Regions from separate parts of the Mus musculus genome. Here regions 1, 2, 3 and 5 are each linked to region 4. The links are chromatin contacts, called in public HiChIP or PLAC-seq and promoter capture Hi-C maps. All regions are on one chromosome and are shown on one strand. Each heading gives the region's core, a stretch centred on a gene start, on an enhancer-like site or on the middle of the called end of the contact. The rest is flanking DNA. Distances are from core to core; before and after follow the strand shown. Region 1 overlaps Il17rd (interleukin 17 receptor D). Region 2 overlaps 4933413J09Rik (RIKEN cDNA 4933413J09 gene). Region 3 holds the start of 4933413J09Rik (RIKEN cDNA 4933413J09 gene). Region 4 holds the start of Pde12 (phosphodiesterase 12). Region 5 overlaps Il17rd (interleukin 17 receptor D).

Region 1 (5,715 bases), core at 2,289-4,788, 400 kb before region 4:
AGAAGGATGAAGGAGACAAGGAGCACACAGACAAAAAAATGTCATCCAACAAATCAGGACACTGCAGCTCATGCTCATAAAACCAGAATTCAGGAAGATGGAGGCAGAAAGATCAAGAGTTCAAGACCAGCCTGGACTACATGAGACTCTGTCTCAAAAGCTCGCGTGCACACACACACAATCAAAAACAAAAGAGACAAACATAAGATATGTTCTGCAGGCATAGCTTACACACACACACACACACACACACACACACAAATCCATATTAAATCACAGACCCAATGTTTGTTTGCAAATGAGCTCTGGACTCTAACAGGAGACCCACTGGGGCGGAGAGCAGAGATCAGTAATCACTCACTCAAAGAGCAGTCCTCTACACGGGGCTTTACTTAGCAGAATCAAGGACCAGAGGCCTGCAAATCTTCCATTCCCATCATGGCGTTTACCTAAAACATACACACGCCACGGACAGGAAGGAAGTGCCTGCTCGTCACTGTAGGTCTTACAATATAACTTAAAAATACTCAAGCTGGCATCTGTGGATGTGAATTTGAAACACGTATTCCTATCTCAACATTGTCAGGCTGAATTCAAGACCTCAACAAGCCAAGCCTGGTCAGAGGACAGCTCATTGCTCCACTGATCTTCTCTAAGAGATGAATGAGCAGTCGAGAGCCAACAAAAGGGAGTGGTGGTCTCTCTGATCAAGTCATGTGTAGATCAGTGCCTACATGGTGAAAATACTCGGAGCTCTAACTTCCGAGGAAGGACAACAGCTGCTCAGAACAGACTGCAAATGTTTAATCAGAGGGAAAGTCACCTTGTCCTTAGAAAACAATCCAGTCAGGAAACCTCAGCCAAAAATGCTGCTTCTTGTATCCACACACACTTGGACCAACCTGTAACCCTAGCAGACAGCGTTTCCTGAGCACCCACAGCAAGCCTGCCATAAGGGGAGACGATGTAAGAACTACCCCATCTCAGCCTCCGAGTGATGCTGAGGACAAGTTATATCTCTTGTTACACGTCACACAGGAAACTGAACTTGGTACTGAGGCCTACATTAGAGATGGCTAACTAGAGACCCCTGGGCAACGCTGAAACACAGATCTGATTGGCCCACTCTGTTTGTGAAGGGGGGAAAAAAAAACTTAAATAAAGGCCAATATTGAAAAGTATTTTATGGAGTGGGGTAGTTATTCCTGGAACTTCTGGCTATTCTTAGAAACTGTATCTGGCCACTCCCAGTGGGAATTCCAGCAGACCACACTGAGCTGGAGTTAGGAAGCCGTGCCCACTTCAGATCAGACAGACTGCCCAGTTTGCCACAGTCTCCATCCTTGTCCCCTAGTGCGACCTACAGACTTGTGTGTGTGTTTGCTCTTAAAGACAAGGCTATATCCTGAGTTGAAGACACTTGACCTGTTCAAGCTCTCAAACACTTTGGCAGCTTGATGTAGACTACAATGCTTTAACTGTTGACAAACCTGAACAGGCTCAGAAAAGTCCTCAAACCACCCCAGGATCTGCAATGTCTTCAACAAACTACAAGCGTGTGAGCTTTGGATGTTGGAAGGGGCCCCTTACTCTGTGGGTCAAACTGGTTACTTACTGTCGTATCTGAAGGTGATGTTGTGCAGTCCGCTGTTCCTGCTGGCCGGCCCCACTCCCTGTGGGAAAACAAGAGAACAGGACTCAGAGTAAAGCCAACTTACTTTCCCAGCACAGATTCCCCACAGAATCTAAACACACAAAGCATTGTAGAGGCCCAGGGTCAGGTCAGTACTACAGGCCCGCTCCTCCTTGCACTACCCCATGACCCCACCCACCCACTCCAAACACCCTCCAGTCCAAGGGAATGCTGCCCACTAGGGATCTTGGGCACTCTTTGCCTAAGATAACAGGAACAGACTGGTCTGTTTAGGGGTTAAATAATTCATTAGCAGTACAATTAGGATAGAGACCAAGACTGCCAGATGGAGTCCTTCCAGTTGGATCCTCTGATTGGCTATTAAACTCGCCCACCAGACAGCCTCATCCGAAAGCTCTAGCAAGGCAAGACAGGCAATTCCTCAAGTCCACGGAAAACAGTTCTCACTCCAAGACCAGGAATGAACGTGGGAATAAGCCATTACTTTTAATGAGAAAATTCTTCACTGCCTCGCCTCCATACCTATGCTGGATATACACAGGGTGGGTCATAAAAGAAAAAAGACTTTCAAAGGTTCAACTCTTAACTCTCAGTGATGTGGCCATTAGTCGTCTGTAGCCTTAATGGTAGGGTGACAACTCCAACAGACTTCCCGTTCTAATGACAGCAGCCACAGAGGGGGCACCAGATCTGCACAAGGACCCCACCTCTTCCTGACCCAAAGCTGATCCTGAGGAGAAAGGGTTGCTCTGGGTCTGGCAAGCCAGGTCTAAGATTCTGTTTAAATCTCTCTCTAATAATCTGCAAAAGTGCCATTCGGTATTAATTGGGGAATTCTGCAAAGTATGTTCATTCTAAAGTGCTAAATGATGGGAAAATATTTTAACCACACAGCTAAAGTTTCCACTTAACAAGGAAGATGTTGGGGAAAACCATATGCTGGCAGCCTGGTGTTTAATGGGCAACTGTTACACTGAGACACAATATTAAGAACACTTCTGATGGGCGCAGGATTTCAGGCCACAGCCCCATCACTTCCATATGCTACAGCCATGTTCACGCAGCTTATCCCAAAGCCAGGCACGCCCACTGAAACCATATCCCTGACTTCAGATATACACAGGCCTTGGGAAAAAAAAAATCACGGCTGTTTAGAAAAGAGCCAGGCAGGCACGAGACACACAGACACACCAAGTGAAGAATAGAAAGCAAAAGTACCAAGCCTAACCCAACAAGACGCCCCAAGCAGCCCCTGGGGCTCCAGCTTCCTATCCCTGCCCTTTCTTCTCTGCATCCTGTAAGACTCCAGAACTCATCTCAGGATATGAAACTTTGGACAGTGAAATAAGAGCATCCATCACTCCATAGGTGTCAGGTCTGTGCAAACAGAAGCTGCCTGGCTTCTAGGAAGCAGAGACCCAAGTAACAAACAGGAAGAGGACAATCTAATTCCCATAGCCCTCTAGGAATGTTCAAAACTGCCAACCACACCATTCCTCCAGAGCCTCAGGATATAAACAAACTCACGGTCCACGGTGAGCCAGGCATTACTGTACGTGCGGTAGTACGCAATGAACCCACGTGAAGTTGCCTGCTGCTTGCTCATCCTTTCACAGGTGACTAACTGGATACAGGTAAACTGCAAACCCCTTGCCCACCAAGCATTCCTCATTTAGAGAAGAAAACACATAGGGCTAATAGAAAGAGGCAGCGGCAGAGAAACACAGGGTTCCTCTGCAAGGCAAAACGTGAATAAGGATGATGAATACGTGTACGTGTAGGGACAACACATACAAGATTTACACGGAGCCTGAGAGGAGAGAGGCTGGTAACTGGGCTATAACACTGACGAAAAGAGCAGCATCCAGACAGGAAAACCAGCGGAGAGGCCAAGGTCAGTGTGCACAGCTGGCAACTGAGGGAAACGGCTCCCCTCTCCTGATGCTAGAGTATCCAGTATCAGAATGGTTTTATTTGTTTGTTTGTTTTAAAAGAATGTACACAGCAGTTTCCTTCTGGGAGACAGAGAAGAGGGTGGAGCCACATAGAAGTATTTTTTAACAGGAAAAACATTCTATTTAAGAGCAGGTATCAGGGGCTCTAGTGACCAAGTAAGTACATGACTTGTGGGACCTTGGGTGGCTTTCCCCTTATCTTCTGTTTGCTCCCCCTCCATTTCAATTGAGGCATGTTTTTGACAGCATTTAGCAGGCATTTGCAAAGGCTGTGTATGTGCTGTGCCCTGCACAAAAAAAACTAAATTAATCTAAATAAGGTTTCTAAAATGTGGGGAGCTGTCCAAGGAGGCTCGGGGAGCTGGCTTCCAGGACACTGAGACTAGTGTGTGGCACCTACCCATCACCCACTGGTGTTTTCCATGTGTCCTGAGCTGAGCCCTCAGGACTGAGTGTCTAGCTACAAATCAGACCCAGACCTTGACTTCAAGTGGCTTTGGCATAAAGATGAGGTACAAACATGTCCATCATCTTTCTTCCTTTGTTCCCAAAGTCTCAGTCTTTCACCAGCTCCCACTATACCATATTCTGTGACCTTAACTGCCTAACTCCCCAACCAACCCCCACCCCAGCCATGACCCCATAAATCATTGCAACTCCATTCAGGCACTCCTGTCTCCCCAGAATCCCCTTCTCTTCGTATCACCCAGGCCTTGCTCCCACAGGCTGCCTGACTTATCTAGTCTGGTCTCACAGTTTGTCTGTCTATTCACTGGCCTGACTTATCTAGTCTGGTCACACAGTTTGCCTGTCTATTCACTGGCCACTCAGTTACTGGAGTCAATACAATTCCACGAGTGTGGCACTTCTGGGAACACAAATGTGGTGGAGATTTTAATTCTACAGACAACTGGAGCCCTGGAACTAACCAATGAAGCTCAAAAACAGGGTACCTCCCTGGCTACCAGCTCTTGCCAGTACTTTAAAGACCTCTGACAGGTATTAAGTCCTTTAATGTTCTTTCGAGACTCTCGGCATGTGAGCAGTAGATCTTCCACGGGGCTGCTGCCCTTATTCACATCCAAACTGTTTTAGCTGCTCCACAGGAGCCGCCATAGAAACACTGTGCCCAGGCTAGCTCACAACAGTTTATCCTTTATATTAAGACAGACAGAAATAAAAACCTCTTAAACACGCCCACATCCAAGCCCTAGAACCTGAGACTTATTTTACGTACAGTGGAAGGGACTGTGCAAATCCAGTAAGTTCAGAGATGCTGAAATGGAGACACTGTTCTGGGTCATCCTGGTGGGATGTGAGGACTCTTAGAAGACCCTGAAGGGCTGGTATCAGAAAACCGGAGATGTGACTGCAGAGAGAGGATGAAGAGGGAGACTGGCTGACTGCAGACAGAATGAATCACATACTTGAGGGCAGAAGAGGAAGGAGCTATTGAGCCAAAGACTGGGCAGCCTCTAGAGGGTGGGCCAGGCAAGGAATGGATTCTCCCCGCCGCACCACGGAGTCAACACTGCCAACACTGACATCAGTAGCTTGAGACTCAGAATTCTGACCTCCTGAATGATAGAAAATTTGTGTTATCTTATCCCATGAAGTTTAAGGTAATTTTCAGAGCAACAACTGGATGAAAAGCTGAATGAAAAAAGAAGGATGGATGGATGGACATGACTGCACTTGGGTATGGTCAAAGAATAAAGTTTACTGTAGACATGAAGGAGAACATAGCCAGAGGTAGGGACATCTGGGAGAGTCCAAAGTGAGCATGACCCTGAGCCAGACCATGTGAGGAGAGGAGAGGGAAGACCAGGAGAGTAAAGGGTAGACGAAAGGCCAGGTAACCAAAAGAGCTGGGAGGTCAACCCAGTCCCCAAGCCGGAGAGTTCAGGATAGGGCGCAGTGTGTGTCAGCCATACCCTGTAACCGGTAGGTACGTAGGGATTCTGGGAGACGCTGGTGACCAGGTCCACTTGGATATGTTAAATAGGCACCTTAGCTAGCCACTTGTCCTGGGTTTGAGACCCAACAAGTACATGTTCCAACCACAGCATAGATGAACTAAATCTGAGTGTAGCATGCACATACAGC
Region 2 (5,822 bases), core at 2,397-4,896, 290 kb after region 4:
TGTCTAGAAAGCAAGCAAGAGTCCACTATGTTCTAAGTAAAGGACACAGAGAACAACAGACTCAGAAAGGCAAAGACCAAAATAATTCCAATGTTCAGTGAGAGCTCATGTTAGCCTAGTGTGCTTCATGCCTAGATGCAGGCCATACTTCCAAGCAGAGTGGGGACACACGGTGTGCCGAGACTGTAAAGGTGTCAGCAGTGGAGAAGCATGGGGAAGTGAATGCTGCAGAGTTTGAGCAAGGACCCAGCGTCCTGTGACAGGTGGGTGCTGATCTCAGCCCTAGGCTGACAGCTCTGCTGTGCCTTGTGTCAGGGCTTCTCCCATGCTAAGCCTCCTCACCCTAGGTTCTGCTCACCTCTCTTTAACTTCACCTGGATGTAATCTGTAAGTTTTGTTGTGGTAGTGGTAGAAGTTGTGTTTTCAAGTTAGGGTCTTACTCTGTAGCCTCGAGTGGCCCGGCATTTCTGTGTAGAACAGCCTTGAATACACAGAGATCTGCCTGCCTCTGCCTGTTGAGCGCTGGGGTTAAAGGTGCGTCCTGTGCATCAGGCTTCCATTCACTTTTTTTTTTTTTTTTTTTTTGGTTTTTCGAGACAGGGTTTCTCTGTGTAGCCCTGGCTGTCCTGGAACTCACTCTGTAGACCAGGCTGGCCTCGAACTCAGAAATCTGCCTGCCTCTACCTCCCAAGTGCTGGGATTAAAGGCATGCGCCACCATACCCTGCTCCATTCACTTCTTTATCTCTCCATTGCACATGTGTTCCCACATTTTCTTGATACTTAGTCCTTAAACTTCTTGCTAAATATTTTACCATGTGGCAGGACAGTAGGCCACCCTGCTGCTACCTGGTGACTTCTCTTGTCAACCTTAGTGTTATCCAAGTGCAGCTTTGGGACTTAGCATCCAATTTTCCTTTCTTAACACAAAATGTCTATTATGAAAGTAACACACAGATGGAATGGGCAGAGGCCTTAGTAGAGCTTTGGAGACAAAAGTCCCATTGCTTCTTTAACCAGGCCTTTGACACTGCAAACCTACAGCATCAGAAGCCTTTCTGCTCAACTGTATCAAAAAGACAGTCGTCTGTCATCTCAAAGCAGTAACATGTTCTCCATCTTTGTCCAGGCCAAATTTTGTAATACCCAGGACTTTATCTGTGTCAAGGGAGATGCTCAGAAGGGGAATAAAGCCACTCCTAGAAGTTCCAAACCACAGCAGCAAACATCCTAACACAAGAACAAACCAGACCAGCCAAGCAGCTATTTATGGTAAAGGAAGATGGTTATCAGTGCAGCCTCAGAGCCAGTAAAGCAATGGATACCAAGATCATTGAGCATTTTACTGTTTCAAGATTCTGTGCCACAAAGAATTAGAAATCTTGGTGTTAATAAGGAGAGTGCTTCTCCTTTACTGTGCTCAAGAAGAGAATACTAGGAAATGTTTAGGTTCTTCCAGCCAAGGAATCATTGTGCTAAACCTGCACAAGACCAGTTCTGTCGGCATCTTATATTGTGAAGGATGGAATCAGGCAGCATCACCCCTCCAAGAGAATCGATGCCAGTTAATGGCTGATAGGGGAATGGACAGGAATTTTCATCAAAGGTATAAACACTGGTAAGGCTTCCATACTCCTGTAAATAACCCCTCCCTCACCCTGCAGCCCTAATTAGAGCCACTGGCTCTAATTAAAAAAAAAAAACCATGAAAACGAGAGACTTGGCTGTCACATGGCAATCACAAGACATAATCACAAGACATGAGTATCACTTTCAGTAGTTTCCCAAGGCTAAGGTAGGTTAACTATCCAAGGGCTAGAGAAAGGTGACAGTCTTCAGTCTGCAAGCCCTACCCACCTCAGTATATCCCTAGAAAAGCTGTTGTGGTTCAACTGTTTGTCTACCTCCACAATTAGAAAACATTACCAAACCAGCCAAGGGCTGTAATGAGGACCCACAGGTGAGTGAAGAGAGCTGCCCCAGGCTCCTCCCACAGGAAGTTAAGATAGACAAAGAGATCAAATATCCTAACACCCTGTGGTGATAAACAAATGAATGTAGATCACAGTGAGTCTCAAATAGGTTCTTGTGGACCTTCAGATGGCCATGGCTTGTGGCTTGTTTGCGTCTGGGACAACTCAGAAGAAGGTGACAGTTCAACAGTTGAACAACATGAAGCAACAGGCAACACCTGCTGCTCTGCTCTGGATGCTGATAGTTAAAATTCCTGGTTTTGCACATGCAGGATAAACTTCATATTTATATGAAGCAAATAAATAAAATTTTAAAAACAAAGTTTTGTGAGTTTTTTTTTTTTCACATTTTCGGTGATTAACACAAGGATCTCTCTTGCAAGCTTTCTTTTCTCTCCTTTCCTCCCACTTTCCCCTCTCTTCTATTTCTTCCTCTCCGCTCTGTCTCTTTCCTCTTTGTCTTTTCTCTGCTCTCTCCTCTCTGCTCTCTGCTCTCTCCTCTCCTTTCCCCCTTTCTGCCTTTCTTTCTCCTGTCTCTCTTTCCTTCTATCCAGTCTGTCCCTCAACCATCTCTCTTTCCTTTCACCTCCTCACCCGCCTTTTCTTTCCTTCTGTCTCCTACTATTTTTGTTTGTTTGTTTACAGAGAAGACAGAATCTTTTTATGTAGTATATGCAGGTTAGTCTTAAGGTCAGGGTCTTCCTGCTTCAGTCTCCCTCCCAAGGACTGGGACTGAGTGTGTATACCATACCCAGCTACCAGCCACACTTTATATCTCACTATCATAATTTAATCTTACAAACATAAATAATTATATGAAACCCTGGGAGATACTGACCTTCCTAGGAGCAAAGTGCATGGTTAAATGTTGGGACTTGGAGATCTAGCCTGGGCTATAAAGTGAAACTTTGTCAGCATAGAAGGAAAACAGTTCATAGTCACTCTAGATATGAGTTCTGTGGACACTCTGAGCTTCTTAGCAACCTGACGGAAATCAAATAATGAAAGTCTGAACTATTTAAGTATTGTAGAAAATATTGTTCCAATATGTTGGCATCTTCTTATTTTTCTTTTTCTTTTGCCATATCTAATTCTAGAGAAACCCACTTTCATGTTTAACAGTAAAATTTATCTTTTCAGGCTAGTTGGCCTTTTGTTTGTTTGTTTGTTTGTTTGTTTCTTTCTTTCTTTCTTTCTCCCCCCCACCTTTCTTTGAGGCAGGGTCCTACTATATAGCTTTAATGTCCTGGAACTTGCTATGTAAACAAGGCTGGCCTTGGTTTACATAGAGATTTCATAGAGCTGTACCTTCCTTTGCCTCCCCTGGTATAAAAGGCATGTGCCACAATGCCAGGTTAAACTACTGTTACTTGCAGTTATTGAGAGACTTAGAGCACTTGGGCCATTAAAGATGTGAACCTGAGGTACACAGATGAGAGAGAGAGAGAGGGAGGGAGAGAGAGAGAGAGAGAGAGAGAGAGAGAGAGAGAGAGAGATTAGATCATTACTTCTTGTCACTTTATTGTCTTGGAACAAAGAGAAGCAGAGTAATCCATGCAGGCTATGGAGGGAAGAGAAAATGGCCTCAGGAATGTTCTCTAGATTGAGGGGAATGTGGCCTTGGACTTTTCTTCCTGACCCTGGGGCAATCTGACTCAGCAGATTCAGCATAAAGGGTGCATTGTCTCAAGAGAACAGCCTCCAAGAACGCAGCTGTTTTCTTTGCTCGCCTGTGCTGTATGGACTCCAGATCCAAAGACTCCCTGGTAATGGGAAAACCATGAGAAAACCTAAGAAGCCACGGGACAGTGTGTAGTTATCCTCTACCTGCCTCTTCACTGTCCATCATTTACTGTCAGGGGGACTGATTGTTGCAAAAATGTACTTCTCAGCCTCAACAAATGCTTACATCTTCAGGTCCCTTCTGTTTTGAAGATGGTGTCTGCCTGAACCTACAAGTGTTAGCATTCTTGACTCTGAGTGGAGGTAGAGACAATTGTCAATTTGGAAGAGTTTGGGTAACAGCATAAGGCATGTCAAGTGATCAGGTCCAGCCAGCTGTCTATCCACCAGGCCACCTCATCCTCACTAAGGTAGCCTCTAAGGTACACTGAAGCTCACCAGGCCACAGGAACTAGATTTTCATCACAGGTCACTGCTAGACAATCAGAGATAGACAATAAAAATGGTTAGCCAGATGTGATGGATGGCAATTTTTGATTGTCAACTTGATTATCTTACGTTTTTGGTTGGAGAAAGGATAGATGAATCATGTTAGGTGTAATTATGACCTGGTAATTGTCTTCATTTGGAAATTAATAATGGCACAGGAGATATGATTGTGTGTCAAGATGACACTGGGTGAATTTGGGATGGCTATGATTGGTTATTAACTTGATTACATCTGGAATTAAGTCAAACCCAGCAATAGAGGGGTACACCTGGGAGGGAATTTGGTGCTGAGTTAAAGTGGGAAGACCTATATCGAATCCTGACCTTGAAGGTAGGAAGTCAAGACCTTCAAACCAGATCTTTTGAGCTGGGAAACCCCACCTCAAATGTGGGCCATTTCTGTTGAAAGCCTATATTAGGACCCAGAGGAGGAAGTAGTTGCTCTTTGCCTACCTGCTCTCACCTTGCTAACAAGTCCATTCCTTCACTGGCATTAGAGCCTGCTTCTTCAGGATTCCAGCATATACTGAAGACCAGCTGAGACATCCAGCCTTGTGGACTCTCCTATTGGACTCTCCATTCATGGACAGCCATTGTTGGATTACCTGCACCACAGCCTGTAAGTCTTTCTAATAAATGCCTTTCCTATATATGGAGAGAGTCGTTTTGTAAGTTCTGTTCCACTAGAGAACACTAGAGAACCCGGGCTACTACACCAGGCATGTAGAGAAGACCTTGTGGTCTCATAACAGTCCCAGCTCAGCTACAGATTTCCAATGGCCACCTCCCCTTCACCTGTTTCTCAGGGGATGCACTGATGATGGCAGCAGTCTTGGTTTCTATAACTTCTCTACAAGGCAATTTTACTAAAAGTTGGAACACACTGTGATGTAACTTCCTGAGGGCATCAGACGGAGACATTCCAGTTCATATGAGGAATGCTATGTAATTCCCGATGCTCCGTTTCTGTGACAAAGACCTGGTGGCCCCATCCACATGAAGAACAGAGGACAAACTTGTGGGAAGTTTGTTCTCTCTGTCAACCCTGTGAATCCCAGGGAAGAAAATCAAGTTTGTAGGCCTGGAAACAAGTACTATTCTGTGCTGAGCCATCTGGCCAGCTGACTACACCAGCCATAGAATTGAAAGAACTATGTATCTATATTGGTGTTCCTTGTGTGTATATATGCCCTTTATTTATAAAGAGTAGATTTTTGTATCTTTGGTTTGACAGCACCAGTCTTGGGACCCCCAGGATTACTTTCTTCATACACTAACCCAGAAATCCCCCCAAGAATAAATCAGTCATCTGAACAAACACTTCCTTGATATACCCTGAGGGCTGCTGTGGTAAAAAGCAGCATCAACCACTACTCTCTCTTCTTAGCCCTGCACAGAGAAGCCCCCAGCTCAGGCACGTGGCCTCTGCCCCAGATTATGTCCACACAGGCTTTCCTGAAGCTTCCTCTCAACACTGCCTGGTTGGAGCATCTAAAGGGGTTCCTTACCCTGCACCACACCAGCAGGGTTTTCTTAGTTCTGCATCTCATCTGATGGGCCTAATCTACATTGTCATCCTAGATGAGACATGACAGACCTGCTCCAACCCCGACAGTAAGTGATGCTGGAGCAGGATCCTGAACACATGAATACCCTGCTTAGGTATCTGGTAGCCAAA
Region 3 (5,640 bases), core at 1,322-3,821, 310 kb after region 4:
CTAACTGTGAACTGTGAGCTAGTCTTCTCCCTGCTAATCTGCTGGACGTGGGATCTGGATGTAATGAAGAAGCTAAGGTGTCCCTCTGTGGCACTGGGGTTGGAACAAGCCAGTTAGAAATTAAAGTAAGGCATTAAAGTTAGTATGATACGCTCAATAGCAGCACATCAGACACAGGACAAGAGCTCTGCCTCCCCCAAACCAACCCTTGTGATTTTCCAGTCCCAGTATTACAAAGACACAACCATTAACTCACACACCATGTCCCCCTGTCCACAAATAGCTCCAGATAAATGTCTTGCTGTATCAAATGCTATCCTAATTTCTGCTAATCCATTAAACAAAACAAGCCTAACTTCATTGGAAAGAATTTTTCTATGGATTTCCTGACCCTTAGAATTTTGAAATTTGAGGAAATGGATCTGAAATCACAGCCCTAAGGGTGAATCTCAACCTTATACTATACCCTTCCTTGGAGGTCAAGAAAATCTCCTTAGAGGTCAAACCAGAGAAGCACCCCGTAATGCCAGGTACAGAGAGTGCACATAATAAGTGGGAATCTGTCCATTAGTAACTTTAGACCAGAGATTAACACTAGGGCTGATGTATGTACAACCCTGTGAGGACTTCTTAGCTGCCCTCTAAATTCTGTACTTCCTCAGAGAGACCTGCAAGCAGATCTTTGACAAACGTCCTTCTTCAAAAATACATAGACGTGATGAGAAGGGAAAACTCACTCTGATGGGGTCCTTCTCCTAGGGCATGGGACAGCCCCTTCTGAGCAACTTCAGAGGGCTGTCTGAGGAGACTGCCAGCTTTGTGGGGAAACTCTAATAACCACATTTACTGAATGAGATAGGATGCTTGTCTGAGGAAAGAAGAGTGGGAATGCCAGAAGTCCAAAGGAGAGACTGTTATGTGGCTGGCTGTTTAGGCTGTCAGTTTCCTTCAGCTAGATTTGAGATGGCTCATGGAGATGCAAGTGGACAGAAAAAAACAAAACAAAACATATAAAACCACTTCCTTCAGAAGCACAGCCTTTAACCCCCACAGGAAAGGTTCTCTTCGCTCTCTGACCCCAAGCTGTTGAGGGCATTTTGCTGCAGTTGGTTGGTTGTTTCTGCTGCTCTCCTCATTCTCTCTCCTCTTACATGCTTGTCTTTATTGATTTTATTCTGTACACTTAAGGCACAGGCAGGACCTGCCCAAAGTCACGGCTGCTGTTGCCAGGCTCTGGACGTGTCGAATAAAGCAATAAACAATAATTCAAAACTCTTGGTACTCAACCCTTCCTGAGCATTTTAAGCCCTCAAAGCCACAGTGTTCTGAGATAGCAGGAATAATAGATTCAAGAGCAAGAACACAGCGATTCCAAAGAGACCCCACAAAGGAATCAGTCTCCAGCTCTCCTCCAGAGAGGGACCTGGACTCCTGGGGAGAGAACTGAGCCTCACCCAACTACCAGGATTTTCCCATGGTGCAATGCAACTTCCTTAGCTTTTCTGGACCTAGCCGTTTCTAAAAGAAAATTGAGTAATTTTCATAATTCAAATCCGGGCTAGCTAAAAGACTGAGACACAAAGAGAAAAGGCTCTAGTGATCCTAAAAGGCAAGTGAGGGTAGCAGGGATCAAAACATAAGCTTTCTGCCCTTGGCCTAGATTCCCTTCTGACTGACTGCAACCTTTGGCTCCCAAAATGCTAATAAATGATGAGTTTACAAAAGGGATGACCTACATCCTTGCAGGATGCCCTCCAACCTCTGCCCAGCCACCTTACATGAGGACCTCCTGAGGATCCTTTAGGGGTGGCGATCATAACATAGGAAGCAAGACTTTTGGTAGTGTGTTGTTGTCCCCAGAGACACTCTGGACTGAGACAGGAGGTGTGAACTCAGGCCAAGGCATGCCATCGGTCTCTTCCACGGTAGGCTAAGACAGGTCTGACTCTTGTAGAGCAATAGCCTGGACTGGATCCTCGCCAAGTTCAGTGAACTGCAGAGAGGAGGGGTCGCCAGCAGGCTGCAGGAGCCTCTTGGGACTGATACCCACGTCCTTTGCTGTGGCAAAGCTAGATGATACCCTTCAGTTAAAGAGTGGCCAGCAAGTGACGCTTCGTCTTCTTCAGTGAAGAGCGCAGGTCCTGGAAGTGGTCCTGCTCCTTGGCCAGGTGTACCTGAAGCAGCAGCTTCCCCGTGAGCCCCCCTGTCTTCTCCAGCTGTTGCCATTTGCCTAGGCACAGCTCTCCCTCTGCATCTGAGCATGGTTTCTACCTCCATCATGGCCTGGGCCAGACTCTGCTGCCATAGGACGAGCGAGCAGCTCCCGGCTGTGTGGTTTCAGAGTGGCCTTCAACTACTTCTCTCCCTGTCCCGTTTGGTGGGGCTCAGTGCTGACAGATGGCTCCAGAGATACCAGTAACAACCTAGCTGTTTTCTTCCTACCTTTGCGGTGTCTTCGGGGGAGGGCAGCTGTGAGGCGGGAAGGCCCACCAGCCAGGGCCAGCAGGCCTGGGGCTGAAACGTTTGGGTGACTCTTAGAGGCTCCATCCTGCCTTCCCGGGTGTAGCCCAGTGGGCTGCTGCCCCAAGGAGTCTGAAGGAAGAGGTGGAGGAGGAGGGGGTGGAGCTGGGGATGGCTGCATGGCTGGCCTAAAGGCACTCCCACTCTGCCTCTAGGCTTCTTGCTGTCCTGCAAACTGCATTTGCTGCTAAAGGAATTTGGCTGAGAGCCCAAGGCTATGCGAACTCACCACCTCAGCCAACACAACTTCCTGCCAGCATTCACTGCCTCTGTCCTGCCTTCTGGCTGGAGGCTAAGGCATCAGATTCAGAAGGGTCATGGCCCCTGAACCTGACCTATCAGCTCCGCTCCGGAGCCTCAGGAGGCCAGAGTTCACTGGTTGAAGGAGCAGGTGCTGAGAGGAGTTAGGCCAGCCCCCAAGCTATTTGAAGACCCCCCCCCACACACACACCTGATCACCTACTGCCCATTATCAAGGGTTTCCCTAGAATTCTAAAATAAACCGTTGATTCAATGGAAAGGCCTCTCACCCAAACTAAGACATCCCCAATTTAAGACCTCTATGGAATCAGTACCCATTCCAAGAATTTCACACACACACACACATCCAACAAATCCTCCCAACCTGTTGCACACTTAATGGCATCCTGCACACCTGTATCAGAGCTCCAGAGTCAAAGGCAGTGGATGTTTGCAGGACCTGGATGTGCATAAGGAGTGTTTGCTGTGGGCTCTTGGAGATTTCTGGAAAGAAAAGTGCTCCTTGGTGTCGCCCCAAGATCACAAATCAGAGATCACAAGCAAATCACAGAGTTACCTTGCTTTCCATAATGACTTCAGCTCAAGACCTTCTCTGACAACCCTCTCTCTCTTTGCACAACTGCTTACCTGGAACGGAATCTGCATCCCAGGGAAGACTGCAAAGTTCTGCATTGCAACCGCTGGCTTACTTTCTAAGGCCGGCCAAGAAATCTTTCTATGGCACTGTCTCAAAGCAAAGGCATCTCAAACGTCCTCCTTCTCCGATAGAAACCATGTTTGTTACTAGGAAACAAACTCTGAATAGTTAGTAGAACAAGAGGACCAGGCTTTGCCCTTAGGTTGCTCTGTGCCTCTAATGATGATGTTCAGGTGGAAGAGAACCAACTACCTTTGCTCCTCAGGTATTTCCTCAGGAGAAACGGGATGGAAAGACATCAGACCAGAGGTTCTCAGCTGTAGCTTCATGAGCAACTTCAGCAGGGTCAGTGCAGCCCTGAAACAATCTCAACACTACTGTGAACATGTGTTTTCTGGGCTGGGCTTGATAGCTCTATCAATTTCGTATCATTTATTTTTATTTTATGTGCATTGGTGTTTTGCCTGCATATAAGTCTGTGTGAGGGTGTCAGGTACCCAGGAATTGGAGTTTCAGACAGTTGTGGCTGCCATATAGGTACTGGGAATTGAGCCTGGTCCTCTGGGAGAGCAGCCAGTGCTCATAACTGCTGAGCCATCTCCCCAGCCCTACTTTATCAGTTTCTTAAGGCTCTTATAACCCAACATGGATTCCAATATGGTGGAGTAAAACTATTTGAAGATCCTTCTCTGTTCAGATAGCCTGGACTTCTGCGACTCAACAAGGTGCCCTAGTTTTATTCTATTGCTGAGGCACATATACAACCAAAAGCAATTTGGGAAAAGAAAGGGTATATTTCATCTTTTAATTCCAGATCACAGTTCCTTAGCTGAGAGAAGTCAAGGAAGAACGGCCTTCCTGTCTTTACTAGCTGGTTTTGTGTGTCAACTTGACACAGCTGGAGTTATCACAAAGAAAGGAGCTTCAGTTGAGGAAATGCCTCCATGAGATCCAGCTGTAAGGCATTTTCTCAATTAGTGATCAAGGGGGAAAAGCCCCTTGTGGGTGGGACCATCTCTGGGCTGGTAGTCTTGGGTTCTATAAGAGAGCAGGCTGAGCAAGCCAGGAGAAGCAAGCCAGTAAAGAACGTCCCTTCATGGCCTCTGCATCAGCTCCTGCTTCCTGACCTGCTTGAGTTCCAGTCCTGACTTCCTTGGTGATGAACAGCAACATGGAAGTGTAAGCTGAATAAACCCTTTCCTCCCCAACTTGCTTCTTGGTCATGATGTTTGTGCAGGAATAGAAATCCTGACTAAGACACTGTCCTAGGCCTGGAAAACCCCAGCATGAGCTGGGACAGGTCATAGTCATTTGACAGTCAGCACAGTCAGCTGCAAGGGTTTTATATTAGGGAGCTGGGAGTGAGGGCGCCCGATGAGGACAAACGGAGCAGTAGGGGTGATGAGGGAGGAAGTCTTTATTTTCACCCTGCTCTGCCATACCTTTCTAAACTTGTGCCTTTTGAAGGCCTTGCTAATTATATTTTAAAGTCCATAGCAGATGGTAAAGAAGTCAAGTCACCTTGGTACTGACCTCCTCCTAGAATGTACTAAATGGTGAGATGGCGCGTCCTATAAGAGTGTGTGTTGCCAAGCCTGATGCCCTGAGGGAAAGGAGAGAACCAACAGCTACAAGTCCTCTGCCTTCCTTCCAGAGCCATGGCGTGTGTGTGTGTGTGTGTGTGTGTGTGTGTGTGTGTATGTGTGTGTGCGCTCACATACACACACACACAGAGACAAACAAATGCATACATGTATAATTCATGTCAAAAATTAGAAAGTTCTTGTGTGTTCTTTCCTGAAAATACTTGAGTTGTCCCTTTTGGAGACAGCAGGGGAAAGCATATAGACACCAATCCTCAGGTCGCAAGATAACCAAATTTCTAGTTGACACATCCCTAAATACATAAGGGGTTTTTTTTTTTGGTTTTTGTTTTTTTGGGTTTTTGTTGTTGTTGTTGTTTTCTGGCTAAAGGTCCCTGCAGGGTCAGAGGTCAGTGGCTCAGTGATAGAGCACATGCCAAGAATGCGCAAGGCCTGGGGTTCCACATCTCTACCACAAACAAACAAACAACAAAACAAAACAAAAAACAAAAAAATTAAACTAAAACCCTCCAGTGGCCATTTAGGGGTGGTACTGTGGCTGACCAGCACTGTCCACCACCTATGGGGTAGGGGCCTCCTCATTCATTGGGGCCTAAGAAGCCACTTGAGTGCCAAGTC
Region 4 (5,801 bases), core at 911-3,410:
TAAACCAGACTTCACATGAGTACTGGAAGATTTATACATGATACATAGGTAGGCATGATTGTTTGTTTGTTTTTGTTTTTCGAGACAGAGTTTCTTTGTGTAGCCCTGGCTGTCCTGGAACTCACTCTGTAGGCCAGGCTGGCCTTGAACTCATAAATTCGCCTGCCTCTGCCTCCCGAGTGCTGGGATTCAAGGTGTGCGCCACTACGCCCGGCTTGGTAGACATGATTCTTATAGGTATGTTTCTTTCGTATTGATTGGAGGTAGCACTACATAGTCCAGGCTGGTCTAGAACACATGTGCCACCACGCCTAGCTTAGTTTTGTAGTTTTCCTTTTAATTTGAAACTTAAAAGAAAATCATGTGTCTATATTGACACATGTGTTGTGTGTTTTGGGGAGTTGAACATGCACACATATGCTCATGTGTAAAGGTGAGATGTCAATTTCCAGTGTCTTTACTTAGGAAAAACCACCCTGGTTTTTTGAGACAGGTTCTCTCATTGACTTGGAGCTTGTATTTAGGCTAGGTTGTCTGGCCCAGAACCCCAAGGCTCCACCTGTAATCGCAGAGCTGGGAATAGAAGCACATACCATTCTGCCTAGCATTTTCATCTGGGTTCTAAGGATCAAACTTAAATCCTCATTCTTGCATGGCAAACACTATACCAACTATGCTATTTGCAGACTTTCTTTCTCTAAGGCCTTCTTAAATCCTCACAATTGCTAGCCAAGTACTCTTATCACTGAACTGTACCCTTAGTTTGTGTTTCTTCTTCTTTTTTAAAAAATTTTATTTTATCTGTATGAGTACACTGTTGCTGACTTCAGATATACCAAAAGAGGGCATCAGAACTCACTACAAATGGTTGTGAGCCACCCTGTGGTTGCTGAGAATTGAACTCAGGAGAGCAGTCAAGTGCTTTTAATCACTGAGCCATCTCTCCAGCCAGTTTGTGTTTCTTGATATTAAAAATAAAAGTGTTCCTAGTCCTTTCCCTCCAATATGTATTATCAAAATCATACTATTGCTTAATCTCTCAAGTTTCAATTATATAATTACAAATGGGGCTATAAGTCAATTTAATAAAAGTATAGCTTCAGTAGTGGCATTTACAGCTGGGCATGGTGGTGTATGCCTTTAATCCCAGCACTCAGGAGGCAGAGACAGGCAGATCTCAGGAATACACAAAGTAAATCCTGCTTCGAAAACCAAAAACAACAAAAAGGCATTTGCTTATTACTTTCAAGCTTGTGGATTAAAAACAAGCTTTCCACGAGATTTGACATTGTCAGAATACTTCTTGAAAAATAAAAGACCGTGCAAACAAAAGGTCTGGGCTGGCGAAATGGCTCAATGGGTAAAGTTGCTGCCAGGCCTGACAATCTGAGTTCAGTAGAGTTGAAGGGTCTTTCTTACAGACTAGTACTCCCGGGGCTCCCTGTTCCAGTCAGATAGGACTTCGTTTTGGTCTACAAATAAACCAAGATCATTCGTATTAAGAAATAAAACTCTCGGCGAAATTTAATCTTCAAATTAAGTAAAATGGGGAGGGGTTTAGCGTCTTCGTTTAAAGAGTTCTTAAAGTTTTACCTGAGTCCTATAATTTTATTTGCTAAACCTTTCAACCCTACAAAGACAAGGTCTTCCAAGCTCTTTACTACTTAAACCACTAACAGCTTTCGAAAACATGTCTGTACTTTTTCTATCATTTACTATGCTGTGTAGCTTTGACTCAGTCTTCCTGGGTTCCAAGGCGGATAGGAAACCTACCTCAAAACCTAACAACAACAAAAGCGCGAGGCTCAAGTACATTATGCATCTTGTGTTTTGTATCCTCAGAGCTCACAAGCTGGTGGAAGAAGCCGGCGGGCGGCTCGGAGCTCCTTAGCTACCACAAGCTCCACACTTGTCGTGCTTAGCTTCACTCGACCCGCCACACCTCGAAAGACCAGGGAACAGGTCCGCCAACTGTGCAGAGCGGACGTTGCAATCCTGGGGAGGAGGCCGGCGCCTACACACAGCCATAACCGGAGCAACTGGAAATGACAGAAAGCCTAGTGTTTCCCGGAGGCACCGCCCAGTCACTTCCGGTTCCGTAAGCCTATTGTTCCCGCCCTCAGCCTACACTTTCAACAAAACTTCGGGTTCTGGTAGCTCCCTCGGGCACTCTTATATTTCCTTCACTCTTCGCCTTTTACCCATGTTGAATAAAAACACCAAGGCGCTCGAAACTCGAGACCGGCGGTCAAGACAAGAAGGAGCTGGCAAGTGGCCTTGGCGAAAGTGCGAGTCGGGAACACCGCGCGCTTGATGCTCACACCCCGGCTTCTGCTTGCCGCCGACCGGAAGTCCACGGTCTGAATGGGTCTTGTACCCGGCCACGGCCGCTCCTCCCGGTGGACTTGACAGCGGGCGACTCTGGATCTCTGATCTCGTCGGCTGCCAGGTTCATGTGGAGGCTCCCGGGCCGCAGCGCGCTTCGTGGGGTCCGGTCGGTGGTGGAGCGGCGCAGCCGGGCCGAGGCAGGGACTCACGAGGCGGTGCGCGCCATGGAGCGCGCGGTGGTGCGCTGTGTGCCCTCGGAGCCCAAGCTCAGCCTGTCTTTCGCGTTGGCCGACGGCAGCCACAAAAACATGCAGAGGGACCAGAGCGAGCCTCTGGGCCGGGCCCTCAGCCGGATCGCTACCAACGCCCTCAAGGGACACGCAAAGGTAGCGGCCGCCAAGAAGAGCAGGAAGAACCGAGCCCACTCGAGCGGTGGCGCGGCCTGTGAGGCTACAGGGCCTGAGCCGGTTGCGACCTGCGAGCCGGTGGTGAAGCTGTACTACCGGGAGGAGGCGGTGGCCGAGGATGTGCTCAATGTGGACGCCTGGCAGGACGGAGCGGTGCTGCAGATCGGCGACGTCAAGTACAAGGTGGAGCGCAACCCGCCCACCTTCACGGAGCTGCAGTTGCCGCGCTACATCATGGCTGGCTTCCCTGTGTGCCCCAAACTCGGCGTGGAATTTGGGGATCCCGCCAGCTCCGTGTTCCGCTGGTACAAGGAAGTCAAACCCGGGGCGGCAGAACCTGGGGACAGCGGCCCCGCGTCCTCGTCTCACTCTTCGCAGCCTTCAGCTTGGATCGAGACCGGTGTGGACGAGCGCGTCTACACCCCGTGCAATGCAGACATCGGGCTCCGGCTCCGGCTTCACTGTACACCGGGCAATGGGCAGCGCTTCGGGCCAAGCCGGGAGCTAGAAAGCCTGTGCCCGGTGGAGGCCGGGCCTGGCACCTGCACTTTTGACCATCGACATCTGTACACCAAGAAGGTGACGGAGGACTCTTTCATCCGCACTGTCTCCTACAACATCCTGGCAGACACGTACGCCCAGACTGAGTTCTCTCGGACGGTCTTGTACCCGTACTGTGCCCCCTACGCCCTGGAGCTTGACTACCGCCAGAATCTCATACAGAAGGAGCTCACAGGCTACAACGCAGACCTCATCTGTTTGCAGGAGGTGGACCGCGCGGTGTTCTCCGACAGCTTGGTACCGGCCCTGGAGGCCTTCGGGCTGGAGGGCGTGTTCCGAATCAAGCAGCACGAAGGCCTGGCCACTTTCTACCGGAAGTCCAAGTTCAGGCTCCTTAGTCAACATGACATCTCTTTTCAAGAAGCCCTCAAGTCGGACCCACTGCACAAAGAATTACTAGAGAAGCTGGCTTTGAACCCATTAGCACAGGAGAAGGTCCTCCAGAGGTCATCTGTCCTTCAGGTCAAGTAGCTCTGCTTGTTTTCTTCATACTCGCCCAGGATTAGGGGTTGCCGGAGTATAGGGGGTTGGGTATTAGTACTCGTCATTGGAAATACGCATTTCTTTAAAGTGTTTTTGCTCCAGCATCTTGAAAGTGTAGCCTGTTCCTTAATTCAGCACATTTTAACCTCTCCTAGTGTGCCTATCCTGCCGCAGGTTGCCTTCAACAAGATGAATAGAGACATTCCTTAGTGTTTACAATCCAGGTAGACATAGTAACTTGTCACGTACCGTTTTAAGAGCACTTTAAAGCACTCCCAAGTCTAAGTCCCTCCTGTTTTAAGATGTTTCGTCTCTATTGTTAACTAGTGTGTAAGAAAAAGTAATTGGCTTATCTGTTTTTACAGATACTATCCTTTTTTAATAAATGAGAAAATGTTCCTAATGTCCTTATGCTAGTTGAAAGAAGTATGAAGGGCTGGAGAGATGGCTCAGTGGTTAAGAGCACTCACTGCTCTTCCAGAGGTCCTGAGTTCAATTCCCAGCAACCACATGGTGGCTCACAACCATCTGTAATGGGATCTGATGCCCTCTTCTGGTGTGTCTGAAGACAGCAACAGTGTACTCACATATATTAAATAAATAGATAGATAGATAGATAGATAGATAGATAGAATGGGATCTGATGCCCTCTTCTGGTGTGTCTGAAGACAGCAACAGTGTACTCACATATATTAAATAGATAGATAGATAGATAGATAGATAGAAAGAAGTATGAAGCCAGGATTCATAGCCACTTGACAATGTTAGCATTATTGTTCAGGGTGTGAACGTAGCTTTAATCTGTGGGTTTGTGTTTTGTTTTATTTTATTTTGTTTCCTTTGTTGAATTTTGTTGATATTTTTGAGATGAGGTCTCACTGTGTATCGGTGGATGTCCTGAACTGGATATGTAGGCCAGTCTAGCATGAACCACTGAGAGTCACCTGCCTCTTAAGTGCTGGGATTAAAGTTGTGTGCTACTAAGCTCATCGTCTTTAAGGGCATTTTCAGAGTTTTTTATGTAATGGGTTTTGTTCTGAGTAAAGGAATGTCTACCCATTTTCAAGCACCACTGTGTTCTGTGCACTCTTATGTAAGTTCATTTAATTGAATACACACATCTATGAGGGAGGTGATATGGTTTCTTTACCTTACTCCGAGGCACAGTGCTGTAAATGCTAGACTGTTCAAACAGATCTGACTCCAGGACAAGTAAGTGCTTTCACACTTGAAAACAGTTTAATCTTTTTTTTTTCTTTTTTTTTGGTTTTTCGAGACAGGGTCACTCGGTAGACCAGGCTGGCCTCGAACTCAGAAATCCACCTGCCTCTGCCTCCCAAGTGCTGAGATCAAAGGTGTGCGCCACCACTGCCTGGCAGAAACAGTTCAATCTTAAATTTATCAACTACAATGTATTTTTTCATAATGGTGTATATTGGATGGTTACTAAAATGTTATATTTACTCATGTTACATACCTTAAAACTTGTAGTGTCAGATTTAAAACTTGGTGTCTTAGTTTTCAAGAGATTGTGGAATGAAATAGCTCAGCCTGAGAGTCAGGTATTATGGCACCTGCTTTAATCCCAGAACTTTGGAGGAAGAGGCAGATGACTTTTATGAGTTCCAAGGCCAGGCTAGTTTACATAGTGAGTTCTAGGACAGCCAGGAGTATACAGTGAGAAACTGCCTCAAACAACCAACACCAAAACCAAAAATACTTTCAGGAGATCGGCAGACACCAACTGAACATTGATGTTTCCTATTACAGATTTCAGTTCTTCAGTCTACAACAGACTCTTCCAAAAAGATATGTGTTGCTAATACCCATCTCTACTGGCACCCAAAAGGTAGGTTTTCTTTAGCTTTACAATGACTTAAACATTGAGACTCAATGTTATTAAAGCTGTACGCACACACACACACACACACACACACACACACACACACACACACAGGCTAAATATAAAGGTGAAATAATAGCCTGTAGAATCTGAGTGACATTCAAGATAAGAGTTTGATA
Region 5 (6,255 bases), core at 3,244-5,743, 380 kb before region 4:
CTCGAAAAACAAGAAAGAAAGAAAGAAAGAAAGAAAGAAAGAAAGAAAGAAAGAAAGAAAGAAAGAAAGAAAGAAAGAAAGAAAGGAAGGGAGAGAGAGAAAGAAAAGAGAGAAAGGAAGGAAGGAAGGAAGGAAGGAAGGAAAGAAAGAAAGAAAGAAAGAAAGAAAGAAAGAAAGAAAGAAAGAAGAGAAAAGAAAAGAAAAGAAAAGAAAAGAAAAGAAAAGAAAAGAACCCTTGAACCCTGTACTGTTTCCTACTGCTGCAAAGGAACAAACAAAAATTAATCAGTATCCCATCCTCTGTACCTTTAAATGTTCTTGTATTACAATTATTTATGATAGAAGGGAGGATATACCTGTGGCGTGTATCACTCACTTTTCTGTTACTGCGATAGAACACCAAGACACCAAGTGACTTACAGAAGGTGTTTATTTTGGTTTACAGTTCAGAGAGGTGACAGTCCATCTTGGCAGCAAGTGGAAGGCAGCTAGCAGAAGCAGGAAGCCGAGAGCTCACATCCTCACACCCAAGCATGCAGCAGAGACAGGAAGGGGATGCTATGCTATGCTATGCGATGCGATGCGATGCGATGCGATGCGATGCGATGCGATGCTATGCTATGCTATGCTATGCTATGCTATGCTATGCAGTGCTATGCTATGCTATGCTATGCTATGCTATGCTATGCTATGCTATGCTATGCTATGCAGTGCTATGCTATGCTATGCTACAGAATGAGGCTTCTAAATCTCAAAGACTGCATTCAGCAGCACAGTTCCCTCAGCAAGGCTGCGCCACCCAAACCTCCCCCCAAGCAGGGCCACAAACAGTAGACCAAAAGCTCAAACATCTGGGATTATCGGGGACATTTCTCAATATATGGAAGGGGGCTCTGTCCTTTCACCATAGATATCCCAGGGACCGAACTCAGGTCATCAAAAGTTGTTGTCGAGAGCCTTTACCAACTGAGCCATCCCACCAGCCCTTATCCCCACACCTTTTAAAATGAAGGAGGTTAAAAATTGGAGGACGACCTGGACCAAACATGATGGGGGAAGAAAAAGTATATTTCTTCAGCTGGCAGGACTCTCTTCCCTGCCTGGGCAGGTCCTGGGTCCATCCTGATTCCAAGACACACTCTTCTCAGTCCTTACCAAGCCCAGCTGACAAGTCCTTCTAGGTTCTTGTTTTGCCTGTATGTGAGATGACGTAAGCATGAAATAACTCTCGGGAGCAGTGTGCATCCCAGCTCCCAGCCACAGACCTGCACTATCACAATGCCTGCTACCCAGTCGGGCAGCTTCAGCCACGGGAAAACAGGAACCCTGTGGTTTCTAGCCACTTACAGCTATTTAATGTTTAACTGTCTTCTTACCTTGTGTTTAAAGATTTAATCATCTCATTTATATATGTATACTGTAGCTGTTTTCAGACATACCAGAAGAGGGCATCAGATCTCATTGCAGATGGTTGTGAGCCACCATGTGGTTGCTAGGAATTGAACTCAGGACCTCTGGAAGAGCAAGCAGCCAGTGCTCTTAACTGTAAAGCCATCTCTCCAGCCCTGTTTTCTTACTTTTTAAGATTCTTATTTTCAAAAACTGATTCATATAGTCCAGTCTAGGCTGCAACTCCAACTATATAAGTCAAACTGACATTGCCTCCCAATCTTCCTAAACCACCCACCCCCAGACACACCAAGTGCTGGCATCACAGGTGTGTGCCACCATACCCAGCTTGAAATTTAAGTAAAATTAAAAACCCAAAGCCTCTAATGTGCTAATCCTATTTCAGGCGCACAATAGCTACAAGTGAGTAGTTTGTGGCTTCCAAAATGGGACAGCACAAGAAAAACTGTGTCCAGCACCACCAAAGGTTCTACTAGACATTACCGTGGCACAAATTTTCCGCTGTTGTCCACACCTGCCTCTGTAGGTATATTTAAATTGTCTCAGGGCTGGTACTAGGCACAATTTGCCATCTCAACTGATACCTTAGGTAGATACCTCAGTTTAATCAAGATATTACAAAAATTTTGCAGTCAGTAAAATTAATTTTCCTTGCATTAAAAATCATAAAACACTGGCCTTTTCTCCACCACAAATGCATGGAAACGACCTTACCATTCCCTGCACACCATTGCAGTCAAGCTCTCCTTCTGTCCCCACAAAAGCCTGCTAAACAATGAGCGGACAGCTTGTTGTAAAACTCTGCCTCCAGTCAGGTGTGGTGGTACTCATCTTTAATTCCAGCACTCTGGAGGCAGAGGCAGGTGGATCTTTGTGAGTTTGAGGCCAGCCTGGTCTACAAAATGAGTTCCAGGACAGCCAGAGCTGTTACACAGAAAAAAAGTGATCATCAATCAATCAATCAGTAGATTAGATAGGTAGATTGATACATAGACAGATAAGATAGATAAGATAAGATAGGGGATTAAAGACTATTCTGACTTTTTGTCTGGGAAAATCTCACTTAAGCAGTGTCTATGGTAAGGCTGGGAATCAACCCCACTCGGGTCTGAGAATTTTCCTCGGGTGATTCTGGTACTCTGCCAGGCTGGGAACCTCTGCGGTAAGTGCCTCATCTAAGTTTAATGATCTGCAAAGTGCCCTCTGGTCTCTCCCCTTCTCCCCACCAGGTACATTGTTGAATGTGGCTCAAGTCCCACATCATTTGGATGCTTGGAGAACAGGGCAAGTACAACTGGTTGGGAGGGGGGGGTGCAGCTTTGATGGGGGGGGGAGAAGAGGCCCCTCCAAGTTACACCTCCTCTGTGCCATCTTAATCCCTTCCTTCTCTTTTGCAAGAGAATTCTCACCCAGAAAACAAGGAATCACCTAGCTGCCTCTGGCTGCGGGTGACAATGGTGGAGGCGACATGTTCAAAGGCATAGGACAGCCCCACCGTGGTACAGAGACTTAAAATACAACATCCCACAGATTTCCTCTGCAGAGAATTCTCCTCACCCCTGCTGTTCACTTGTTGGATGAGGTGGATCAGGTCTCAGATTACAATGAAACTTCAGACTTCCTTTAAAACAACAATAATGGAAACATAGTTTCCTCCTAACTTCTTGATCCCAAGGGCAAGGTACCAATTTCCATCTTTTTTTTTTTTTTTTTGGGGGGGGGTGGTTTTTCCAGACAGGGTTTTTCTCTGTGTAGCTCTGGCTGTCCTGGAACTTACTTTGTAGACCAGGCCTGGCCTCCATAGGGTGACTACCTCAAAAGAAAGGAAGAGAGAAAAGGGGAAGAAGAAATGAGGTGAGGAGGGGAGAGAAGAGGAGAGGAAGAAAGAAAAGGTTCAAGTCAGGTAGATGCAGTAACAAGAAGGCCCTAATAGAGCAGCTTTTCTCTCTGGGTTTGTTACTGCCCCGCTCAGGATTCCTGGAAAATGCTAAAATCTTAAGATGATCAAAGTGAAGACATTAGTCGATAGGGGGGGAAAGTACTATCATTTAATATCCCATGTTTATTTAGCCCCACCAAGCCAAAGAGGGAAGACTGTTTGCAAGGGGAGAACGCCTGCTTAATCAGCTAAAAATGCATTCATTACCATGCTATTCACTGTGGCTTTCCTGAAATCAGACACTTTTGCCCCTAGACCATAAGATTGAAGCGATTTGAAATGAAAATATTTCCTGTCCAGTGCTTGCCAGTTTCTAGCCCCAGAGTGATATAACAGATGACATCCAGTACAATAAATGCTTTTATTAACCATAAATTTGAGACTGCTTTAGGGATTTGAAGTGTTGGGTTTCATGCTGAAAAAACGTAATGTTATCCACAGACCATCCGTGAGCTCCAAAAACAGAGCTGCAGGTTAGACTGCTTTGATCAAATTATGGCATGAAAAAGAAAAAGTCTTTCGCATGCACAATAGTAGTTGCATTCAGAGTCTATCTTCAAGGAGCACCCCAAGAGCTTAATCACATGTCTGGGAGAGTCTGGGGGCAAACTGTCCCATGTGCAGATTTATGAAGCCACCGGGCTCTGTGAAGCAGAAAGTGAGCTGAAAAGCATTGGAAAGCTCCAACATTAAGATGCAGCAGCTCACTGCTAGATAGCTCTCCTCCGTGCTGGGCTACTGGGCTGCAGGGCTGCAAAAGGGGCCTGCTACCCACTCAGGGCTACCACCACCAGGCTGCCACCACCAGAAGTCTCTCCAGAAATCCCTTCCAGCCGCTCCCAATCAAAACCCACTGATATGAATCAAACTCTCGTCTTGTAGCAAACGTCGCCTGAGCTTTCTTCATCTAGAGAAAACAGGGAACCTTGGGCAACTGCATGGCCCCTGCTCTCTGACCTCAACGCCTCCCTCTGCACAGAAACAGTTAATTCTGAAATCAAAGCACCCTGCACTCTGGACCTACCAAACCAAACCTGAGGTGGTGTAACCATGGAAACAGGAAGTCTTTCCTGGGATCAGAACAAACTAGGCCCACCAAAGGCAAGCTAAGCTGCTGCCCCTCCTGAGTGCCCCTCACAAGGCCTTTGTGTTGCTGTACATTCCAGCATAGGGGTCCCGGGCGGCCCACAGGACCGCGCATGTACTCCATCCTTGTCAGCATCCGAATAGCCGCTGCTTTCTGGCCTTTCACTGTCAGGCCACTGAGAAGACCGCAGACTTGGTGCCAGAAAAGGAAAGTGAAAAGCAAAGTTGGACCTCTGAGGTCCATTCTCCGGATACTGAATGTCCCACTATTACATCGCCACATGACATTTCATGGACAGCAGGGGAGGAGGCCCAGTCTTTGGAGCTGAACAAACGCCAGGCACATAGGCCTCCCTGCGCCCTCACAGTCCCCCTGGACTTATGAATAATAGATGGGGGTTTTGTCTGTCGTTTCCCTGGTACCCTGTAAGAATAAAAACTTGTCGCTTTTTGACATTTTAACTTACTTTGAAAAATTACCAATATTAACTTTACAGGTCTTGGCCTTCAGTCTGTGAGGGACAAACACCAGCAAGAAAAGCCATGTAATTAGGTATAAGATAGTAATTCAAGTTGCACTAAAGGAACTGTGTGAAGGAGACTCTAATAACTCAGGCAAAGGCAATCACGGCACTCCAAAAGGCTGGAAACTGACTCTGAGGATGTGTTTTGAGTGGACCAGGCTTGCTGGAAACAGAGTTCAGTGTTTTCTTAGCACAAAGAAATGGCTGGATTTTGGTGTGAAGAAGCACTCAGCCGTGAACTTGCTGGAGCCAAATCGAGGTATTCAACACTTGCCGTTCCCAGTCACCGAAGGCAACATCTACCACCATTTGCCACAAGCCCCCGTGACTGGCAGAGGGGCCTCATGCGTCGAGAAAGTGCGGCTACTTTCCAGAGAGCACAGGAAAGGGTTTGTTACAGGAGAACCCAGGACACCCTTGACTTCCTTTAGACCTTCAATAAAGTCAAAGAGAAGCCCTAATTGAAAACACTACATATTAAAAAAAGATAATGCTAACTGCTAGAAAGACTTCTAACTGTAACCATTCTAATTTACAAACAAATAAATGTTGGCTTATGCTTGAGAAAACTCCCATATCTATTAACAGCTGCTATCTACAATGGAAGGCTGGAGAGACGGCTTAGGGCCTTGAACATGGGAACAGAAAGAACCCTTTCTGCACGGAAGGTGATAAAAACAACCCAAGCCAATGAGGGACTGAGGCCCAATGACATAAGCACTCCCTCCTTTCCTACTCTGCCCGCCTTCCCAGAGTTGATTTCAGAATACTAAAGAGTGGAGAAAGAACACAACAGAAACCCCACCCTAACCCCCACATACAGGTGGCTGGCTGCAGATGCCTACAGTTATCATCTCAACACTAATATTAAAAAGAAAAATAATTTAACTAAAGGTGGCGGCATCTTTAGTTCACAAGGCCTGCCTGGTCTACAGAGTGAGTTCCAGGACAGCCAGGGCTACACTGTCTTGAAAAACAAGCAAAAGAAAAAAAAAAAAAATAGTAAAAGAAAAAGGAAAAGAAAACGAGGAGAATTTAATGTGAATGCAGGCAACACCAAATGAATACTTGTATGTTTTTAAATAACACAAACTGGCTTATCAGTCACTTAGCTGGGGTATGTACATAACATACAGTTAAGATAGATATTGTTTCTCCTTTTATTTGCTTTTTGCATTGGTTTTTGTCAATATTCCTCTGTGTGGTTCAGGCTGGATGTAGCTCAGGCTAGCCTTGAACTTTCCATCCTCTGGCCTAAGGCTCTACTTCTAGGCTTACAGGTATATGGTACTATAC

The links. Promoter capture Hi-C pulls out the DNA fragments that hold promoters and counts their contacts. HiChIP or PLAC-seq counts read pairs in DNA pulled down with a chosen protein or histone mark. Capture Hi-C pulls out chosen DNA fragments and counts their contacts.
Region 1: a contact with region 4 is called in a promoter capture Hi-C map of neural stem cells. The contact joins the enhancer-like site here to the promoter of Pde12 in region 4. A contact is called at or near these places in 7 of 39 promoter capture datasets (the C10 cell line, the HPC-7 cell line, cranial neural crest and 3 more), 2 of 484 Hi-C or Micro-C datasets (embryonic fibroblasts and gonadal supporting cells), 15 of 115 datasets of contacts at active chromatin or transcription factors (the SCID.adh cell line, T-cell acute lymphoblastic leukemia, bone marrow-derived macrophages and 11 more) and 1 of 9 other capture datasets (adipose tissue).
Region 2: an H3K4me3 HiChIP or PLAC-seq map of embryonic stem cells shows a contact between it and region 4, with 20 read pairs. The contact joins the enhancer-like site here to the promoter of Pde12 in region 4. A contact is called at or near these places in 4 of 39 promoter capture datasets (embryonic stem cells, liver and stem cell-derived epiblast-like cells), 2 of 484 Hi-C or Micro-C datasets (B cells and the G1E-ER4 cell line) and 4 of 115 datasets of contacts at active chromatin or transcription factors (the 230-238 cell line, embryonic stem cells and stem cell-derived neural progenitor cells).
Region 3: a contact with region 4 is called in a promoter capture Hi-C map of liver. The contact joins the promoter of 4933413J09Rik here to the promoter of Pde12 in region 4. A contact is called at or near these places in 3 of 39 promoter capture datasets (embryonic stem cells, liver and stem cell-derived epiblast-like cells), 5 of 115 datasets of contacts at active chromatin or transcription factors (the SCID.adh cell line and embryonic stem cells) and 1 of 9 other capture datasets (liver).
Region 5: a contact with region 4 is called in an H3K27ac HiChIP or PLAC-seq map of stem cell-derived neural progenitor cells, with 3 times the contacts expected there. The contact joins the enhancer-like site here to the promoter of Pde12 in region 4. A contact is called at or near these places in 3 of 39 promoter capture datasets (the C10 cell line, the HPC-7 cell line and cranial neural crest), 17 of 115 datasets of contacts at active chromatin or transcription factors (the HPC-7 cell line, bone marrow-derived macrophages, craniofacial prominence and 10 more) and 3 of 9 other capture datasets (adipose tissue, liver and macrophages).

What each region holds. Positions count from the first base shown.
Region 1 is chr14:27,072,309-27,078,023 of GRCm38.p6, reverse strand. Il17rd (interleukin 17 receptor D) reads right to left here. Exons shown (of 13, transcript NM_134437.3): 2 at 1,616-1,673. Among named protein-coding and RNA genes, the nearest start is that of Il17rd, 36 kb to the right of the region's middle. Within about 2 kb of position 3,538, at least 15 of the 459 cell types and tissues checked have an H3K27ac peak or open chromatin away from gene starts, as enhancers often do.
Region 2 is chr14:26,377,080-26,382,901 of GRCm38.p6, reverse strand. All of the region lies in intron 4 of 4933413J09Rik (RIKEN cDNA 4933413J09 gene), which reads right to left. Gm52114 (a long non-coding RNA gene) reads left to right here. Exons shown (of 4, transcript XR_003951124.1): 4 at 4,642-4,788. Among named protein-coding and RNA genes, the nearest start is that of Gm52114, 11 kb to the left of the region's middle. Within about 2 kb of position 3,646, at least 30 of the 459 cell types and tissues checked have an H3K27ac peak or open chromatin away from gene starts, as enhancers often do. A contact at or near this core is called in embryonic stem cells, where this site is marked.
Region 3 is chr14:26,354,478-26,360,117 of GRCm38.p6, reverse strand. It overlaps 4933413J09Rik (RIKEN cDNA 4933413J09 gene), which reads right to left and starts at 2,571. Exons shown (of 8, transcript NR_038005.1): 1 at 2,443-2,571.
Region 4 is chr14:26,666,205-26,672,005 of GRCm38.p6, reverse strand. Pde12 (phosphodiesterase 12) reads left to right here and starts at 2,160. Exons shown (of 3, transcript NM_178668.3): 1 at 2,160-3,758; 2 at 5,550-5,628. The coding sequence starts at 2,454. Mir7672 (microRNA 7672) reads left to right here and starts at 2,398; the gene lies at 2,398-2,459.
Region 5 is chr14:27,049,134-27,055,388 of GRCm38.p6, reverse strand. All of the region lies in intron 1 of Il17rd (interleukin 17 receptor D), which reads right to left. Among named protein-coding and RNA genes, the nearest start is that of Il17rd, 13 kb to the right of the region's middle. Within about 2 kb of position 4,493, at least 60 of the 459 cell types and tissues checked have an H3K27ac peak or open chromatin away from gene starts, as enhancers often do. A contact at or near this core is called in embryonic forebrain, neural tube and stem cell-derived neural progenitor cells, where this site is marked.